2 separate regions of the Mus musculus genome follow, and region 2 is linked to region 1. Evidence: chromatin contacts called from public Hi-C data. All regions are on one chromosome and are shown on one strand. The core of a region is the stretch at or near the end of the contact, and the rest is flanking DNA. Distances in the headings are between cores, read along the strand shown. Region 1 holds the start of 1700001K19Rik (RIKEN cDNA 1700001K19 gene). Region 2 overlaps Mok (MOK protein kinase).

Region 1 (6,396 bases), core at 2,647-5,146:
CCAGCCTAGTCTACATAATGAGTTCCCCCTGCCCTACCGCCTGAATTACGGGCAGGACCCTTTCTCAAATACAAAGAAACCACCAAACAAGATCAAACCATCCAGGTCTGACAATACAATCTACTCTCTGACCTTTACCTTGAACACAAGTTTGGCATAGCTGAGAAGTTTCAATGCTTCCCCTCACTGAGAACTGGCTTCAACTGGAGACATTTTGCCTGCTAATCTTAGAAGAAATGTATATGAACGTCCTGTGTGGGCCACATGGAAAATTCAAGAAAGCCTAGCTGTCCTGGAACTAGACACGCCTGGTAATTCTAGTCGATTGCAATTAAACACGCTGAGCAATACAGAAGCATCCAGACAAAACTAAGGGACCCACAGAGTATTTGGTTTTCGCTGTTCTACATAAACCCTCCGGAGACGGAGGCAAGTGTCAGAACACTGGCCAAGAATGGAGTCACATGATGGCAATTCTGAGCGCTTGTGAGAAAGCAAGAGTCTTGTGATCTCGGCTTCTTCAAAACCATAGCGTTGGTCTTGGGCTGCGCTAGCTGCCCCTCCCAGGTGTAGAGAACGGGAGTGAGTTTACTTCAGATTATTCACTAAGATGGCCGGGGCTATTGGTGTATATGCCTCCATGGGAGACCTTTGGGCCACGTGGGGCTTGTCTGTGTGATTATATACAACTTGAATTTGTGAGAATAATGACACTCAGGCATCCACTCTGGCTCAGTAGTTAAGAACACTGGCTGCTCTTTCAGAGGACTGGGTTCAATTCCCAACACCCACTTGATGCCTCATAACTGTAACTCCAGTTCTATGGGATCCGATGTCCTTGGCTGGCCGCCGCAAGCCATTGGTGGCTTACCCAGCACAGTAAGCCAGCATGGTGGCTGGTCCCTTTTGTGCTCCAATAACCAACTTCAGGCAACAAGTGTCCTCTGGTGCAACAGTTGTGTGAAGGTTCCAGGGGCAACCAATCCTTCTCTGATTGGATCTGAGGTGTGCTCCCCACGAGAAAAGTCATCCCTGGGACTGTAACCCTGTCAGAATCCTGTGGCTTAGGAGGTCACAGGACCCGGGGAGAGCCTACTGCTGTCCCGCTAGATGGACTTGCTGAACTTTATGCCTCTATCACAGGTTACTGCTGCTTTCAGCCTTAGCCAGACTCTTTCTGCTGTGGGCAGCAATACAGACAGGCTCGCAACTGTCAAAGCACTGGGAATAGGTGACTGTTGAGAGCCTGGCCCTAAGTAGGACGTCTGTATCAGCAGCCAAGGTCAGGAAATAGGGAAGAGGGACCAAAAAGAACACAAGATCTGCAGAATGGGAGTCCTGGGAAATACTGTCTTCTGCATAGTACAGAGAATCGCATGTATGGACAGCTCCCGTGACTGCACAAAGCCTAGACAACCAAGCCAAGAAGGCCAGCTAATGTTCCAGCCAGCAATACTAGGTAAACTCGGTGGGTTGCCAAAGACGAAGTCACAAGAGCGGGAGGGGGACATGTTGAGGGACATCAGGAGGGAAGAGTCGAAGTGGATAAGATCAAAATGTGTTGTATACACAGACGCAGTTGTCAAAGAATAAATGAAAGATGCAGAAAAAAGAGAAGGGATGTGTAAGGCAGCCAGGTGTGCCACTCAACGGTAGAGCTTGTGTGTGGCCTTTGTAAGGTGCTAATTGGATCTCTGCCGTCCCGTCCCATATCTGCTTCTCCCACTCTGGGAGTGTCAGGCCCCTCACTCACCCGCCTGGACTGGAGGGAGAGATTAGCTGGGGCGAGTGAGTGCAGGTAGAATTTTTGGGTCAGTGGTGAGTTCAAGGGCAAGGGACACACACACAACACAGGAACAGCTTTGGGTTTATTGGTGTGGGGAGAGGGGTATTTATGCCCCCGGGAGGTGCCAGGGTTACTGGGACAAGGTTGGTGTGACTGCCAATTATCATTGGCCAGGGAAGGAGTGTTGGAAGACTCAGGGGAGGAGGGAGCCTTATAGGGTCAAACAAAAGTACTAAATTCCTACTAGGGTTGATGGTGGGACAGCTGGCTTCATGGTGTCAGGTTGGAAGCGTGTGTGTGTGTGTGTGTGTGTGTGTGTGTGTGTGTGTGTGTAACTAACTCCTGCTATCCTCATCTGAGGTATCCAGGGTTGAAGCACTCTTCCGCCTTTCCTCTGCAGTCCTGGGCCATAGATTTCTAGCATAAAAAGAATAAAAGACAGGGCTGGAGAGATGGCTGAGCAGTTAGGACCACGTGCTGTTCTTGCAGAAGACACAGGTTCAGTACCCAGCATCCATCTGGTGGCTTATAACCATCTTACCCCACTTGCAGAGAATCTGACACCCTCTTCTGGCATCCAGTGGCAGGCACATGGGCAAGACACTCATAACACTTAAAATAACTTTTGAAAGACTAGTCTTAAAAAAAAAAAAAGGGGCTGGCGAGATGGCTCAGTGGGTAAGAGCACCCGACTGCTCTTCCGAAGGTCCAGAGTTCAAATCCCAGCAACCACATGGTGGCTCACAACCATCCGTAATGAGATCTGACTCCCTCTTCTGGAGTGTCTGAAGACAGCTACAGTGTACTTACAATAATCAATAAATAAATCTTTAAAAAAAAAAAAAAAAAAAAAAAAAAGGATAAAGGAAAAACAGAAAGAATACCCAATACCAGTAGGTTGTGCCCTCTGAGTATGTTGGAATGTGGCCTGAGGGGTGTCTGCCCACTGCAGCTGGTCTGCAGCTGGTCTTGGCTCTCAGATTGGGTATGACTGGCTGCAGGTGTCCCAGCTTCTTGCTTAGAGATACAGTTTCTCAAGGGATCTTTTATGTCCCTTAATAATCCACTCTTACTTCCTTAGGTGTTTGTTGTGGAGATGGGGTCTCATGTAGCCCAGGCTGGCCTTGAACTTACCAAGTAGCCAAGGATGGCCTTGACTCTTCCTGCCTCTACCTTCTGAGTCCTGCCTGGGATGGCCACCACACATGGCTTCCTTCCTTGAGTCTTGCACTGGGCTCCACGTGTGCACGATTTCTCTGTGTGGCTTTCCATTTGTGTATTTCGGAGGTACCAAAGGGTCAGTGAGACAAGAAACTCCCCCAGGCTCCCAACCCATTGCCTGTTACTGAATTATTCCCTCATCTTGTTCCCTTTTCCTTAATGCTTCTCTGTCCTCATGCATACACAGGGACTGGGAACCACCTTTAAAGGCACAGGTGACCAAGGGACGCTCTTTCTCATCCATAGCTTGAGGGTCTTGGGAGTTCAAGTTGGCTCAGAAATTGGGATTCAAAGTCCCCAGGGCAGCTAGGGAATGGCAGAAGAGGAACCAGATAATGACACGCAAACAGCTCTGCACAGATGGCAGAGGGGACGGCTTGGCTCCTTTAACCCTAGTGTCCCACAGAAGGAAGAGCTGTGGGCAACTGGAAGGGGAGATGGCCTAGTGACCTGACTATAAGAGGAACTAGGTGGCAGGGTGGGACAAAACCGGCTGTGTGGCCAGAATGAGAATTTGGAAGCTATCCTAAGGCACAAGACAGTCCTCGAAGTCTTGGTGGCCTCTCTGGTCTTAAGTGCACCCCAGCAGAGTGCCTTGCACCCAAGGAAGGAAAGGCTTTGAGGAGCCCCGTGGCTGTTGAGGATCAGGCCTGTATGCACAGGATAGGGACAACTACCCATGCTGTGTGAAGCAGGCAGGCAGCAGAACTCGGGGCACAGGGAACTGAGGGGGGGAACTGGGAACTGTGGTTTAGGGCCTATGGTCCGGAGTGCACACGTGGATCTCTTCCCAGTCACAGCCCCAGGAGCAGTCACACTGGGTTGCCATGGAGATACCTGTGACATCATGCAGGCCTAAAGCACAGGATACCTGCCTCCTCCCTTCTTGTCTCACAAGTGATTCCCTGGGGACCAAAATGAACATGCTACCCAGGAGGTAAGTCTAGAATGGCAGTCCTTGTCCTCCAAACCAGAAGCCTGGAGCCAATGAGCTTTAAATAACCATTAGCCCCAGGATTGCTCTAGCTGCCTCACCAGGTTCACAGAGCCCTAACTCAGTGGCCCCTCTCCAGCTACTGTTAGGGGCTCCTCGTCATTTATACCACCTAAATTTGAGCCGACTTTCTTGGGGACAGAATAAGTGTGGTCTGGTTTGGATCTCTGAACAGATGTGGTCACATGTGTTCCACCAGGTATGTACCTCCGAAGCCACTGTCCCCACAGGGCACTTGTAAAGGACAGGATAGGGTGTGTGTGTGTGTGTGTGTGTGTGTGTGTGTGTGTGTGTGTGTAAGGTCCCTGATAAGAGGAGGTCATTCTTTGACAATGAAGATGTGACCCCCTTGGAGTAGGTATCCCTGCCCTCCTGCCTTCTCCAGGGCTCTGCTGTTTCAGGGAACCTCGTTGTGAAGTGGGTAGATGACAGGGGTTGGTTCCTCATTTGCCCTGAGCATGAAGACTGGGGTTTGAGAAGGGCCAGGCGATGCATAATGCTGAGCAGCTTTGAGAGAGCAGGGGCTCTGCCCAGAGCTGAGCACCCCTCTCCTCCCCCTTGAACCCATAGGAGAATTCTGGGGCACCTTGGAATTAACGTGATGGATTAGCATCTACATGCAAAGCCATGGCAGGGTGGGGGTGGGGAGTCTAAAATAAAATACTATTTTTACTTGAAGTTTCCTCTAGACAAAACTGACTTGGAATCAGAACTGAAGCCCCATTTGCAGCCTTACCAAAGTCTGCCTTGCACTTGCTGAGTTCCTCTGCGAGGAAGCCATTTTTATTTTTATTTTTAAGATTTATTTATTTTCATTTATATGAGTACACTGTAGCTGTCTTCAGACACAGCAGAAGAGGGCATCAGATCCCATTACAGATGGTTGTGAGCCACCATGGGAATTGAACTCAGGACCCCTGGAAGAGCAGCCAGTGCTCTTATCCACTGGGCCATCTCTCCAGCCGGAGGAAGCCACTCTATGTGAGCTCTGATCCCTCTTTGGGCTAAGCCCACCTTTCTCCCAGGAGATTGCGCCCCGAGATTCACTCCCACTTTCTGGGACTGCAGCCAGGTTTCCAGCTTGTCTTTCTGGACACAGCCCCAGGGGTTGTGACAGGGTTTGGGGGTGGGGTGGGGGTGAAAGATGACATCACCAGGCTAAGCAACAGCTGCCCTCTGCCCTCCTCAAGAAGGGAGGGGCCCCTGGGAACACTCGCAGCCTGTTCCTGCGGCTGCCTTGTTGACAGACATCTCATTTTTATCGTTTGCATTGAGTTTGTTCGCTAGTTAGTAGCTCTTTACTGAGGTGTTATAATAATCTGTGCTCCCTGAAAAAAAGATTCACTAGAAAAATTTGTCAAGGAAGGGTTTTTTGTTTTGTTTTATTTTATTTTTTGTTTAAGTCTGAGTGTCTGTCTGTCTGTCTGTCTGTCTGTCTGTCTGTGTATCATGTGAGTGCAGTGCCTGCTGAGGCTAGAAGAGGGAGTCAGATGGGAACTGGACAGATGGTTGTGAGCTGCCCTGTGGGTGCTGGGAATTGAACCTGGGTCCTCGGGGAGAGCAGCCACTCCTCACCCCTGCGCCACCCCTCCAGCAACTCTCCTCTCCCTCTTTTCTCAGGAAGGTGTCCAATGCTTAAATGAATCCCCAGTGACTGAGGTGATCCACCCAGCTTGCAGCTGTGGGGCTAACCCCAAGATTCTTTTTTTTCTTTTCTCTTTTCTTTTCTTTTAAAAAGATTTATTCATTATATGTAAGTACACTGTAGCTGTCTTCAGACACTCCAGAAGAGAGAGTCAGATCTCATTATGGATGGTTGTGAACCACCATGTGGTTTCTGGGATTTGAACTCAGGACCTTTGGAAGAGCAGTCAGTGCTCTTAACCGCTAAGCCATCTATCTCTCCAGCCCTCTTTTCTCTTTTCTTTTCTTTCTTTTCTTTTCTTTTCTTTTCTCTTTTCTTTTCTCTTTTCTTTTCTTTTTAAAAGATTTATTTATTTATTATATGTAGTACACTGTAGCTGTCTTCAGATGCACCAGAAGAGGGCGTCAGATCTTATTACAGATGTTTGTGAGCCACCATGTGGTTGCTGGGATTTGAACTCAGGACCTTCGGAAGAGTAGTCGGTGCTCTTAACCACTGAACCATCTCTCCAGCCCTTTTCTTTTCTTTTCTTTTCTTTTCTTTTCTTTTCTTTTCTTTTCTTTTCTGTTCTGTTCTGTTCTTTTCTTTTCTCTTCTTTTCTTTTTTCTTTTTGTTTGTTTGTTTTTGTTTTTGTTTTTCCGAGACAGGGTTTCTCTGTATAGCCCTGGCTGTCCTGGAACTCACTTTGTAGACCAGGCTGGCCTTGAACTCAGAAATCTGCCTGCCTCTGCCTCCCGAATGTTGGGATTT
Region 2 (6,786 bases), core at 3,512-6,011, 140 kb before region 1:
TAGAAGCCATGCTATAGCTTTAAGGGAGCCTGGCCTACTCTGAAATTCTTGTAGGAACTCATCTGCACACTAAGGTGTAGTAGATGTCAGTCAGGGGAGAGCAGAGTTTCAAATCAAAATGCAGGTCTGGTCACAGGTGTGTGGCCTCTCGGCCTACAGTGTTCTTAGAAGTCAGCTCAGCATTCACTTGTGATATGCACAGCACCAAGGTCTCTGAGCCCAGGACAGACTGCCTAGGCAGAGGGAGCCCAGGAAGACAGACAGAACAGCACGGAGCAAGGTAGTTCCCGTGCCTAGGGTCTAAGTAAGATCGGGAGAAGCTTGTGGCAGTCCAGAGCCTCTGGCCCACTCAGTGTCAGACCTGAACATCGCATGAATGAAGACACTTGTCTGCCTTTTCTCCTGTTTTTATTGTAAGTTATCCCAAACACACTAATACGTCATTCAAAACTAAACATGTTGCTGGGTGTGATGGAACCCGTCTTTGATGGGAGGCAGAGGCAGGTAGATCTCTATGAATTCAAGACTCTTTGAGTTTGAGGCCAGCCTGATGTGCATAGTGAATTCCAGGCTGGCCAGAGCTACATAATGGAGAGACCCTGTCTCCAAAAGCCAAGCTGGTGAGAAAGTGAAGGTGCCGCCACTAAGCACGCCCTCAGCTCATTGTCTGTTGTCTTGCGTAACCAGCCCCCAAGCTCTTTCCTTGTTTCTGCTGGTAATTAGTGTCCTGTTTTCATGAAATACCCCTTTCAAGGTGTTTTTAGAGCTCTTCTTTAGAATTTTAATAGTATTTTGGATCAATTTCAGCCTAAATATTGATTTGAACTTAAAACCTATATACTGTTTTAATAATTTCATGGCCCAAATGGTCTCTTGTGGGAATACCTTATTTACCAGAAATGTGTACAAATGCCTATTAAGAGCTTTGATTATGTTTTCCGATTAAGACAAGAAAAAGTATTTAAAACCTGCTTTCTTCTGCAGTGACAGAAAATCTGGTTCTCTTGCACTAATATGTGAACTTATGGACATGAATATTTATGAGCTAATACGAGGTAGGTGAGTGTTTTGAAAGGTAATCTGAGATGATCTTGTAACAAATGTCTGTGGTTGTACGTGTCTTGTAGTCACTGCAGTGCAGAGTGACTCTAGATAGGGAAGTATACAGTACAAAGCTGCCACCCTTGGGCCCAGAAGGCATTATTCTCACAATGTCTTAGGGGTGACTGGAGCCACAAGCCTTCTAGGAGGCCCTGTGGTTTAGCTGAGACTAGCCGTCTGCACAAGGCTGCACTCTGAGGGTACTTCATGTCACTGCTCCCTGCTTTCCTCTGCATTTTCTTCTGTGCATCCAAGAAGCCCAAGCTCTACCCTGGCTCTCATGGGGAAGGCTCCTCTCTCTTCCCATTTGGAGCCAGAACTAGCTGATATTTCAGGAAGTTCTTCTGTTCCTTTCCTCTGAACATGAAGCACTGTTCAGGAAAGCTCGCTTGCCTGAGATGACCTGTCACGGCCTTGGATGCTTGCAGAGGGACCTGAGGGGTCAGGAGGCAAGCTTGGCCTTTATTGAGCAGGTGTCCCCGAGAGTCTGACTTGGAGGTTCTGTTAGATGTAATTGATGGAATGCAGCTAAGAAAGCAATAGAGGGGATGTTCTGTCTTATAGATTACATGGTACCAGAAGACACATGAAAAACTGAATCAAGCAAAACAGCAGCCAGGCCTGGTGGAACACCTGCAATCCAGGCTTCTTGAGAGAATGATGGAGACTGCCAAGACCTAAGGCCAGGGCTAAGTTGCAAGCCTCTGTCTCAAAGTGTTAAAAACAAAAGGCCTGAGGATGTTAGCTCAGTGGTAGAACGCTTGCCTGGCATGCAAAAAGCCTGTGACCAATCCCTAGTACTGAAAATTTTAAATAAGAGGATGAAAGAAGTGAAAAAGGACGTGTAGAGTCATGTGACACCATCCTACTTGTGGTAGCACTGGTGAAACCATCAAATATGATGTAAATCATCACCTCGCACAACTGAGGCCAGACTAAAGAATGTGGCCAGGGCTTTGCCACCTAGCAGCACCCACCATCAGCAGTTTTCATTTCAGTGAATCTGTAGGCCGAGTGTGGCAGCTCACACCTGCAGTCCCAGGATACAGGTGGCTGAGGCAGGGCCAGCATCTACAGAGCAAGTCCTTCGCTACAGCACAGACCACAGGGCAAGTCCTTAGCTACAGCACAGACCACAGGGCAAGTCCTTAGCTACAGCACAGACCACAGGGCAAGTCCTTAGCTATGTAATGTAATGAGACTCTATCTCAAAACCAAACACAAGCAGAGGAGCCTGCCCAGTCACGTCCTTTGGTTGTTTAGCAGCAATTCTCTCTGTGTCTGAAGGGTGTATCCTTAATATTAGAAACCTTATTTTACTTCCCAGGGTGTGATATTTATACTTTATACTCAAGGAGAAATGTCTGTGTTGCTATGTGTTTAGACAGTTGCGAAAGCTTGGCTTAGAAAGTAATATCTTTAATTTCCAATAGCTAGAAAGTGTATAATTGAAGAAACTGAAGCATTTCTTTCTGTATCTACCTACAGAGACTGTGCAAGACACACAGTTAGTTCAGCAGACAGTCATTGTTGACAGGCACATCTTATCTGCCTGCTCTGCAGAGTACAAAAGGCAGTTTACTCTCAAGGTGGTCAAGGATGATGAATAGCCAAATCTTCAAATCTGTTGATAGGACCTGGGGCTATTCTGGGACAGAGGAGGGTAGGATGAAGTGTTGGGGTAGAGCAATCAGAGGTCTGTGCACAGGTAATTAAATGGCATGGCTTTTTCTGGGACACAGGCTCAGAAATGAGGTCATCATATGATCTAAAGGTGAAGTTTTCATCCCCAGACACTGTGTTAGGCCCAAGTGAAGAGGCAGTGATTTTAACAAAGTGGACTAAAGGTCTCCAAAAAGTAAAGTGGGCAACTGTTATTACCATGATCCACTTGTCAAAGGAGTTATGTACAGCAAAATAGTAGGAAAAATAGTATTTCATTAGTCTGCAGAATCTCCAGAGGGATGATTTTTGAAGCCAGCCAAAAGCAGGTAACCAAGAGGTTGAGGTTCAGAGGGGAGGTAGGGCAAGCAAGGATTTTGTTACCTGTGTGTGTAAAAGAATTAGGATGCCTGATTCACCCACACAGCCCCTGAAAGCTCCAACCCTAAAGTGACACAGCCCTGCCACTAACCAAGGGCAGCTGGTCTTCTAAATGGCGTGTGTTCACGGTGCTGCTCTCAGGCTGGTTGGGCTTCTGGATGCTGCTGGTAGTTCTAGTCGCTCTCCCTCCCTCTCTCCTCTCTTCCCCTCTCCTCCTCTCCCTTCTCCCTCTCTCCCTCTCACTTCTACCCCCATTCTTCTCCCCCCTCCCCCTTCCCCCTCTCCAATGTTCCCTCTCTTAGTTTTTTTCAAGACAGGGTTTCTCTGGAACTGGCTCTGTAGACCAGGCTGGTCTTGAACTCACAGAGATCCTCCTGCCTCTGCCTCCCGAGCACTAGCTGCTGGGATTAAAGGCCTGTGCCACACACTTTGTCCTGGCAAGTTGCTTCTGAACTCTGAGGGATACGGATTTACAGTGAGAAGCCCTTTTCTGTAAATGCCTAATAGGGGGTTGTGGCTTTAACTTGAATGTTGAGTGTTTTTCACAAGCCCAGGGCTCTTTTGTCTGCACTGAATCTAAGTTGTTGCCAGCCATAGCCAGCATTCCAGATGTTAGAGTCAGGATAGAACAGCTGGCAGCATGTATAAGGCATTTATGACTGGAATACATAGCATGACACAGAGTTAGTAACACACGTAGGCAGGTGTCTTAGAGTTGATGATGTGCAGGCTGCTGCTGTAGCTGACCAGTTGGGCTGGTCACACTACCCAGGTGCCCTTCTTCTTCTTCTTCTTCTTCTTCTTTTTTTTTTTTATTGATTTATTTTTTGTATTTGAGTGCTGTAGCTGCATGTATACCTGTGTGCCAGAAGAAGGCATCAGATCGTATCATAGATGGTTGTGAGCCACCATGTGTTGCTGGGTATTGAATTTAGGACCTCTGAAAGAGCAGCCAGTGATTCCAACTTCTGAGCCATCACTCTAGCCCTCAGGTGCTGGCTGTTTTTTGTTTTGTTTTGTTTTGGTTTGGTTTTTGGTTTTTCGAGACAGGGTTTCTCTGTATAACCCTGGCTGTCCTGGAACTTACTTTGTAGACCAGGCTGGCCTTGAACTCAGAAATCCACCTGCCTCTGCCTCCCGAGTGCTGGGATTAAAGGTGTGCGCCACCACTGCCCAGCTCAGGTGCTGCTTTTAATATTTATAGAAATGTATTAATTACCCAGTGTCCCCCACTCCAAGGCCTGATGTTCATATCTCACTTTAAGAATGAGGAAATCAGGGGCTGGAGAGATGGTTCAGCGGTTAAGAGCACTGACTGTACTTCCAAAGGTCCTGAGTTCAAATCCCAACAACCACATGGTGGCTCACAACCATCTGTAATCTGATCTGATGTCCTCTTCTGGTGTGTCTGAAGACAGCTACAGTGTACTTACGAATAATAAATAAAAAAAAAAAGAATGAGGAAATCAAAGTCCAGAAAAAGAAGCAACTTGCCTAAGGCTATCCACCTTAAGTGGTAGAAGTCCTTGGAGCTAAGCCCGGCTCCAGAGTCCGAGTCCCCAAGCATGTCCAGGCACTGGCCCTGTCTGTGTCCTCTCCACAGATGGGCTAAGCAAGGACTGAAGGAGAGGTAGTAATCCAGGGTAAAGCTCTTCAGAGAGGCCAGAGCCGCACATCAGTGATCACTCAGGTCTGTGACTCCTTCACTGTGCCCCTGGCGTGACCAGGGCTTTCCGTGAGTGCCTCTCCAGACTGTTGCTTCTCATGATAATGATGCAGACTTCCTAAGAGTTCTCGGTCACTAAAGCTTTCGCTTCAGATAGAGGTCACATGACTTGAATAACTGCTTCCTCTGTCCAGTAGAGCACATAGTAGCCCTGTCACACACAAAAGAACAACCACGGAGCTGAGGGCCACATCATGCTGGCTTTGGTGAGTAGCCACTCACATGTACCATGTGTGAGGTCTGGGGTGGGCACGAATCTGAGAAGGTGGAGACTCGGCATCGTAGGTGTGGTTTTTGACATTCAAGATGCATGTAGTCTATTACAGAAATAGCTAGAAGAAGGGGTCCTGTGGCTGTTTTTCCTTTGTCCAGCAGGTGCCAGGGAAGGCAGGGCTGATGGGAACTGGAGACTCTAGGCTTCCCTGGAAGGTCCTGCCTCGGCCGTTGCAGAGGTGGTAATTCAGAGGATACAGGATGGCCCTGGGTGGAGAGGCAGCCTCTGGGAGGAGGCAGGCAGGTCTCTGGGAAGCAGAACCAAGGATGCTGCTTGCTGAGGCTGCACCCCTGGCTGCACAGTTGTTGCTCCTCACCTGTCCCCTCCCTCCTTTTGAATGCTTAGTGTCCTAAACCCTGAGACCCTCTAGTGGCAACAGCCTGTGTTTACCTCATTTCAAGAGGAAGAGGCTGGCTCAGAAGACCATTTAGAAGACAAGCTGCCCTTGGTTAGTGGCAGGGCTGTGCCACTTTAGGGTTGTAGCTTTCAGGGGCTCTGTGGGTGAATCGGGCATCCTAAAAGCAGTCCATGATATTGGGAGAATGAAACAAGGTAAGAGAAACCAACCAGAGTCGGCTTGACTGAGGTCATATTGCATCCATCGTTCCCCCGCGTAGCCGGTGTGTTGTGACTCACCAGCATGAAGCAGAGCTGTAGTGCACAAGCTGCTGTACCAAGTGAGCGACACTTCATCAGGTGGCCCCTGAGGACCAACAAGGATAGCACCAGTTCAGATCCAGTATTTAGCACATTTAATCCTACCTTGATTAAGAGGATCCTTTAGTTTCCCTGTACGCATGTATGAAGGAAAACTGTTGGCTAGGTTTTTTTATTGAACACTTCTTTTGTGCTGGGTAGTGGTGTCTCATACCTTGATCCCAGCACTCAGAAGGCAGAGGCAGGTAGATCTCTGTGAGCTTGAGGCCAGACTGGTCTACAGAGCAAGTTCTAGGACAGCCAAGGCTACACAGAGAAACCTTGTATCAACCCCCTCCCCCCACACACACATACACATACACAACACAACTACTTTGCATTTTAAATTATTTTTTCTTCTCTGTGTGTGTACACATGAGCCATGTGTATGCACGTTGGTCAGAAGAGGGCATCTGATCCCCTGGAGTGGAACTGAAGTTTCGGATTGTTGGGAGCACCTGACGGCGTGCTGGGACTTGAACTCCGGTCTCTGCAAGAGTGGTATCTAAGTTAACCACTGCACCAGTCTCCAGCTCCCCTGGCTGTCTTGGTTATACAGCATTCCTAGTAGTTTCCTTCTGAATGTCCGACTCAGAATGACTGACAGCTTTGTTTCCCTGACTGTCAGGTTCTGCCATTCAGCATGTGTGTGAGACAACACTTGTCACTGGAGTGTTTCTTTCTGAAACGATGACACCATCCTACTAGGGGTTTTGTGGGTTTTATGGACCTGTATTAAATGATACATAATGATGGCTTTCATCTGGCATTTTCATCCATGTCTATGATACGCTTTGATCTTATCTGCCCTCTCTACCATCTTTGTCCCTCTCCTGCTAATCCCACTCCTGTTCCCCACTAACCCTCTCCCTCTTTCCGTCTTCTAAGGAAATAGTTGGTTTTGCCCTATGTGTGTAAGTGTCTGCTTGCATGCATATGTGTGTAT

What was found. A called contact is a pair of places that touch in the nucleus more often than the background predicts.
Region 2: a Hi-C map of bone marrow-derived macrophages shows a contact between it and region 1, with 32 read pairs. The contact joins the enhancer-like site here to the promoter of 1700001K19Rik in region 1. A contact is called at or near these places in 13 of 39 promoter capture datasets (the C10 cell line, the HPC-7 cell line, cranial neural crest and 8 more), 1 of 15 datasets of contacts at CTCF or cohesin (large pre-B cells), 10 of 484 Hi-C or Micro-C datasets (bone marrow-derived macrophages, embryonic stem cells, induced pluripotent stem cells and 3 more), 21 of 115 datasets of contacts at active chromatin or transcription factors (bone marrow-derived macrophages, craniofacial prominence, embryonic basal ganglia and 13 more) and 4 of 9 other capture datasets (adipose tissue, liver, macrophages and 1 more).

What each region holds. Positions count from the first base shown.
Region 1 is chr12:110,680,119-110,686,514 of GRCm38.p6, reverse strand. It overlaps 1700001K19Rik (RIKEN cDNA 1700001K19 gene), which reads left to right and starts at 3,896. Exons shown (of 6, transcript NM_025488.2): 1 at 3,896-3,944.
Region 2 is chr12:110,820,711-110,827,496 of GRCm38.p6, reverse strand. Mok (MOK protein kinase) reads left to right here. Exons shown (of 12, transcript NM_011973.2): 4 at 985-1,055. Among named protein-coding and RNA genes, the nearest start is that of Mok, 17 kb to the left of the region's middle. Within about 2 kb of position 4,761, at least 6 of the 459 cell types and tissues checked have an H3K27ac peak or open chromatin away from gene starts, as enhancers often do. A contact at or near this core is called in bone marrow-derived macrophages, where this site is marked.